Linked DNA regions of Macaca mulatta: region 2 is linked to region 1. A link is a contact called in public Hi-C data. All regions are on one chromosome and are shown on one strand. Each heading gives the region's core, a stretch centred on a gene start, on an enhancer-like site or on the middle of the called end of the contact. The rest is flanking DNA. Distances are from core to core; before and after follow the strand shown.

Evidence for each region. Hi-C and Micro-C count contacts between places; a contact is called where the count stands out from the background.
Region 2: a contact with region 1 is called in a Hi-C map of blood, with 4 times the contacts expected there. The contact joins the promoter of DLD here to the promoter of CBLL1 in region 1. A contact is called at or near these places in 7 of 14 Hi-C or Micro-C datasets (CD4 T cells, blood, cortical neurons and 4 more).

What each region holds. Positions count from the first base shown.
Region 1 is chr3:147,353,277-147,356,547 of T2T-MMU8v2.0, forward strand. It overlaps CBLL1 (Cbl proto-oncogene like 1), which reads left to right and starts at 1,801. Exons shown (of 6, transcript NM_001260727.2): 1 at 1,801-2,115. The coding sequence starts at 2,103. LOC106997603 (a long non-coding RNA gene) reads right to left here. Exons shown (of 2, transcript XR_013415491.1): 1 at 2,312-3,271; 2 at 746-1,338.
Region 2 is chr3:147,487,892-147,491,162 of T2T-MMU8v2.0, forward strand. DLD (dihydrolipoamide dehydrogenase) reads left to right here and starts at 1,718. Exons shown (of 15, transcript XR_013415495.1): 1 at 1,718-1,857.

The DNA of each region.
Region 1 (3,271 bases), core at 551-3,050:
TCTAATTATTTAAATATTAGCATCAGCAGACATTAATAATACTATTCTGAACCTGGATCTGCATGAATCTGAACGTTAGCCGTTAGCTGATAGGCTAAGTATGATAGAACAAAAAAAAAAATCAAAGCCAGTGGTGGTGATGAGCATCTGTAGTCCCAGCTACTCCGCAGGCTGAGGCATAAGGATCCCTTGAGCCCAGGAGTCCAAGGATGCAGTGAGCTATGATTGTGCCATTGTACTCCAGTTTGGGCCGCCCCATCTCTAAAAAAATTTTTTTGGTATGAAAAAGATGTACTTTCTAGGTGAAAACTTTAAAAAAAGAAAAACAAAAAACCCAAATTGGTGAAAAAAGCCCGACTATATCAGCACTGTATTTAGAAAAATAGGGAGGTATCGGAAAAAGGTTAAGCAAGCCCCAATGTCCAAAACAATAATCCCAGAAACTGAAAGCATCTTGAAAACCACTTAGGAATACAGAACTTTACATTTAAAAAAAGCAGGAATAATTTTGATTCACAAATGTCCTTAGTTGTGAATGTACCTAAAAACTTGTTTATAAAGCTGCATATATTTAGTGGAACAATCTTTTACAAGATCTCAGGAAAATAATCACCAAATAACATGGTGCACTTAAATCGCAGTGATCACCACAGTATGATTCACAGGTAACACCGTACAACTACAAAGATATAACACATTGCTACACATACTTTATTTGCAATTCAGTACCATGAAAACATTTCTCTAAGAGGTCAATGTAATAATCTTTTATTGATATAGGAACTCTGGCACTGAAAGCTTGAATAACCCAAGGTAATGATGTCGTCACCAAGGGACAACGAGAATAGAACCCAAATCCCTTGACTCCCAAGCTTGTGTTTTCCCTTAATTGTGCTCCTTTCTATTCATCCAAGAGCATCAAGTGTAAAACGTGGGAGAAAGGAGTGGACACAAATGAGCCAAGTCCGCGAGGTGGAGACTGCACTGAAAGTCCTAGGAATCGCCCCTTGGCACTTTCCTTTTGTTTTGGCTGAAGATGAAAGCAGCAGCAACCACAAACTCCTGGGACCAAGACCTGGAACTAGGTACTGCCTGTTGCGGTTAACTCTCTTCCTCATTTTAGGCCTTTCCTTTTTAACCTCTCCTTCCGGCCAAGCCTTCGCGCGCTCTTCCCCTCTCTCGGTTTCTATCTGCTCCCTTTAGCTCCACTCTGCATATTCCTGCTAGGTGTCCCCGTGAGAGGAGGCAGCTGCGCCGCACTGGCTCTCCACCCTCCATCAGGCCCTGGCGCCCAGTCCTCAGGTGTTCAAGAGGTTCGTAGCGTCACAAGCGCTCTCCCTAGAAAGTGAGTGGCAGTCAAGCATTATAAATGTGTTTCAACTGTTAAGAGACTTAAGAGATGGGAACCGGGGCATATACCAAGTCACCTCTGCGTGGGTTTAGGTAGCTGGTCACGACAAAGCAAAATTTAGACAATAAGCGTTGAGACTTTCGTTTTAGCTGCGAGTTTCACAGCTCCGCCATCCCCTGAGCAACCTCCCACTGGAGGACGCCTGCCGAAGCGCATGTGTTTACACTTTTCCTACACCAAGCGGAGGACCCAAGCGCTCGCCGACCCCGGGGGATTCCAAACCGTTACTCCGCCCGCCGGGGTGGGGCCAGCGCAACGGCCGAGCCTGCGCAGCCGGCCGGCTCCGGGGCCCCCGCGCACTACAAGTCCCAGAAGGCAGCTCTCCGCGGGGGCGGGCAGTCGGTTTATCTGCCTCACACTCATTTTTACCACTGCTCTCCCCTTCCCCGGTCCTCCTGGTGTCCTTTCCACAGTTAAACGCTACTTTCTCTTGAAGCACATGAGGAGAAGCCTTAGCAACCTCGATACCAAAGTTCTTCGCGCGCTCGCTCTTTCTGCCTCTGCTCGAACTATGCCTGAGTCCCTCACAGGAGTTGGGTAGTGCAGGCGAGAGAAGGAAGTCTTTGCAGGCCAAAACTAGGACAACCTGCTCGGACTTCCGCCTCCTGGCCTCCGGAAGGCAGTGCGCACGCGCTCGCTGCGACTGCGGCGCGGTTGACTTCCGCTCCCACTGTGCTCTGCGAGCCGAATCATGGATCACACTGGTAAGGAGGCGGAGGCAGTGGGGGTCCCGGTTCCATGCCCCCTTGGCCGGCCTGGGGCTGGTTGCCCAGCAGGCAAAAGGGATTACGCTCGCCCCACAACACTAGGGTGTGGCAGTGAGAAGAAATCTCACATATGCCTTCCTGTGCCTGGCAGGGGCCTGCCGTTTCCTGGCCTACCCTCTGGTGTGGTACCTACCTCCTCCGTGCCGGCAACAACCGCTCCTTCTCTCGTTCTGAGCTCCGAACCCGGACCGGTGGGCAATGTAGGCCTTTGGGAAGGGAGAGCGCCGGCTCTGTTTTATTCAGCCCAGCTGCTCTGGCCTACGTTATGGAGACTGGCGGGTAGATTGCGGTCTCCGAATCGCGGAATCCTCTTTACGCTGGGAGTGGACGGGCGAGAGTGGGTTGGAGACTTCCTGCTGTCTCAGTCAGCTTTGGGCGGGTGCTGCAGTGGTCACCTCCTGTCGTCTCTCAGATCCTTTATGGACTAGAGAGGTGAAAGAAGGGCGTCTGATAGAGTTTTTGGAATCCAACTCGTAGCTTTTACCTAAACCAAAAGCATGCCCCGCGCTTCGACTGAGGTCCGTACTCATCATTTGAGGGTATTTACAAAGAGGAGCTTAAAATCAAGGCATTCTCATACTTTTCTCCAAGTAAGAGTAGCTCCACCCTTTGTTATGTATTTTCTGCCTTTGGCTTCTATGTGGTTCTCAGATATTGAATGCGTGCTCTTGGAGTTAACAGGTGCCCCATACATTTACAGCGACCATATCACAAATGGAGAAAAAAAGGCTTTGTCTTGAGTATTGAGTTGTCCTCATCAGATATCTGCTTGATTATGTAATTAGGTGTGTATGTTTATGTAGTGTATATTTATGCCAGATACAGATATCTGTAGGTCGGGAGATGGAAGATGGAATGGTAAACGAGACGGACCAGGTCCGTGATAGAACTTCTATTTCACGGAGGAACACAGACAATATCTTCTTTTTTAAAAAATTTTTTGTTTTTTAAATGTTTGCGAATTATAAGTGTTTTGAAGAAAATAAACCAGTGCTGTGGAGAGATTCATGGGGGAAATTTCAGAGAGAGTTGTTAGGAATGGTCTTTGTGGAAGCTAAGATCTGATGGGTGAGAAGATCCCAGCCCTGGGAAA
Region 2 (3,271 bases), core at 468-2,967, 130 kb after region 1:
AGTGCAGTAACGAATCTATTTCCTGCCTCAATTCTCATACTAGGTTGAGCTCCTAGGCTTTGTGAATGACAGCTGGAAGGGATGGAAATGTTTCATCTTTAAAAAATAAAAATATGATATTGTAATTTTGGACAAGGGAGTAGGGGACAAAGCCCCAGAAAGTTCAGGAAAGAACTGTGAGATTTGGTGCATATGGAACAATAACTCCTAGACCAGATGTCAAAAACTGCCATGAAGCTGGAGAGGAGACAATTCTCCCCATCTGTGTGGTAGAGGGTACTCACTGTCCCCCAATATCTCTTCATCTCATCTTGCTTATTAATACAATTTTAGGTAGGCACTCAGGTGACAAGACTATGTTTCGCAGATCCCCTTGCAGCTAGGTGTGGTTTTGTTATCAGATGGAATGAGGGGATATGATTGTAGAAACTCCAGCAGCCATCTTGAATGAAGGATGCAAGGCAAGCTCTGATGATGGCAGAGTCACGAGATAAAAGGAGCCGGGGACCCTGTCACAGGACAGAGCTGCCAGCAATGCCGTCTCTATAACAAACACTAAATATTACTCATATCTAAACCTGAACATAGATAGGCAGTAATTTCTAACCAGTGTTTAGACCAGCACAAGGCCTGGGTGGTAGACTTTCAATAAATGTAGAATTAAGTTTATTCACACTATTTAGAGTTATGGAAGGCAAGAATCAGACCTTAGACTTTCATGCTCAATCTTGAAGACAGTGTTTTTCTTTTTTTTTTTTTTTTTTGAGACGGAGTCTCGCTCTGTCACCCAGGCTGGAGTGCAGTGGCCGGATCTCAGCTCACTGCAAGCTCCGCCTCCCGGGTTCACGCCATTCTCCGGCCTCAGCCTCCTGAGTAGCTGGGACTACAGGTGCCCGCCACCTCGCCCGGCTAGTTTTTTTTGTATTTCTTAATAGAGACGGGGTTTCACCGTGTTAGCCAGGATGGTCTCGATCTCCTGACCTCGTGATCCGCCCGTCTCGGCCTCCCAAAGTGCTGGGATTACAGGCTTGAGCCACCGCGCCCGGCCGAAGACAGTGTTTTTCAACCCTTTCAACCGATTATCTCTCAAAACCTAAAATCTCATCCACCATCCCACTCTGTTTTACCGGGCAGATGTGTTTCTCAACCAAAGAAATAGAAGATAGTGTGTTTTCTACCTATTGTCAGTTAGCTAATTAGAGCAGGATGCTGGCGATGCCAAAATCTGTAGCCCCATCCCTTATATGGCACTTGAGGGGAGCGAGTATAAAGCAGTAGTTAAGACCAAAGGTTTTGGCCTTGGGGCTGCAGTTATCTCTCCTTTTCAAGACCTTGGGGTAAATGTTTAACCTCTCTGGGCCTCATCCAAGAAATGGAAATACTAGCAATACTCCATATGGTTGTTGCAAGGATGAAATCTCTGTAGAAAGTGCGGAGGAATGCCTAGCACAACCAAGAGCTTGTCAAACTTGTCACGCTTTACTGTCTGTAGCGTGCATTAGGCAAACGATAGTTTTATTTGTTTATTTCATCTTCCAAGTATAAGAACACATTGTAGCTCGACATTTTGACACCGGCCCCTAAGTCTTTCCCACCACCACCCCCGCTGCGACAAAGCACTACGCTCCTTACGACAGCGTACGACGCCTAGCCTGACAGGAACACCTCTTACGGTAGAACCGCGCGGGCCAATCGCGCTGCTCCCGGGCGAAAACGTAACTGCGCCTGTGCATGCGCAGGGCGGGGAGACCTTGGTGAGGCGGCGGAGGCGCCCAGCGGAGGTGAAAGCATTGGCGGAAGGGAAGATACAGCGGAAAAATGCAGAGCTGGAGTCGTGTGTACTGCTCCTTGGCCAAGGTGAGGGCCGAGTAGGTGGGGTCTTGCTGAGCCAGAGGCACGGAAGGTCCCGCTCTGTGGGTCCGGGACGCGGCCTAAGCCCGTTGGCCTGGAGGAGCCCAGGCGCCTGTCCCGCACCACCCCTGGCCCCGCCTCTGCACCGGCTCAGCCCGGCCCTAGGCTCCGAGGTAGCAGCTTCTCCTGCGGCGGCAGCAGGCGAGGGACGGGCCTGGGCCCAGGCTGTGGCGAGTCCTTTCAGGTTGTGTGACGGCCGGCGGTTACACATGCCACACCCCCAAGCCTGGGCCGAGGGCCATCCCGGTCACACAGAGGCCTCTACCTTGGAGGAAGTGTAAGCCACCCACGTCCCGTATAGTCTGGCTCTTTATACTCTCTGCCTTTTTCTCATCCTAATTCTGACCCCTGAGTGGCCTCATTTTATGCAGTGGGCAGGTAACCCTGGGGTCACTTCTTGAATGGTTCAGACCCAGTCAGCTCCAACAGAAAGCCCTGGGAATTCCCCTAAGGTCTTGTCAGTGTTGGCAGCTTTCAGCTGGTGTTCATTGCCATCTCTCAGGTCTTTCTGGATATTTAAATCTTTAATTGCAGTAGGTTATCAGAACAACTTTCCTTTTTAACCTGCCTGCCAGACACAGCCAAATTGTGTGTATGTGGGACCATGGCCGGGTACTATATTGGTGGAGACCTCAAAAATAATATAGCAATCAAACCCCTTTGTTTCAGAGATGAGGAACCTGCGTTCCCAAAAATTAATGTAACATTCTATAAGTCATGCTTTTAGGGAGCGGCGGAGGTGGGACTAAAACTCTAAGATTGACAATCGGCTGCTCTTTGGGTTTGCTGTCCTGACCTCAAGTGTTAAGAGTTGCCTTGGAGTAGTTTTGTCACTGCTGCCCATTTGCCTACTGTGATAGAAGCAGGGACTGTTTGCTTTCTTTCTTTCTGCCTCATTGCCCTTAGGAAATGGTAGCCATCCATATATAGAGATTAGGGAGATGATGAGTTTTATCAAACTGTCGTAGCTCCAGAACGTAAGTACACTACTTTGCATTTTCCTAAGTTACCTTGTCTAATTTGCTATTCCTAGTTGATGGCTCAGGAACATCTTCATAGATGGTTCTGAGTAAATATGGACTATATATACATGCTGGCTTAAAGTTAGGAAACAAAAATTACAGGTAAAAGGATTATCATGTATAGATTATTCAAGTATTTAAGTTAGAACTTCCAGAGCTTTATTCATTTATTTATTTTGAGACGGAGTCTCACTCTGACGTCCAGGCTAGAGTGCAGTGGCGCGATCTCGGCTTACTGCATCCTCCGCCTCCCGGGTTCAAGCGATTCTCCTGCCTCAGCCTCCCGAGTAGCTGGGATTACAGGCGCCCGCCTCTATACCTGGCAAATTCTCTTGTAT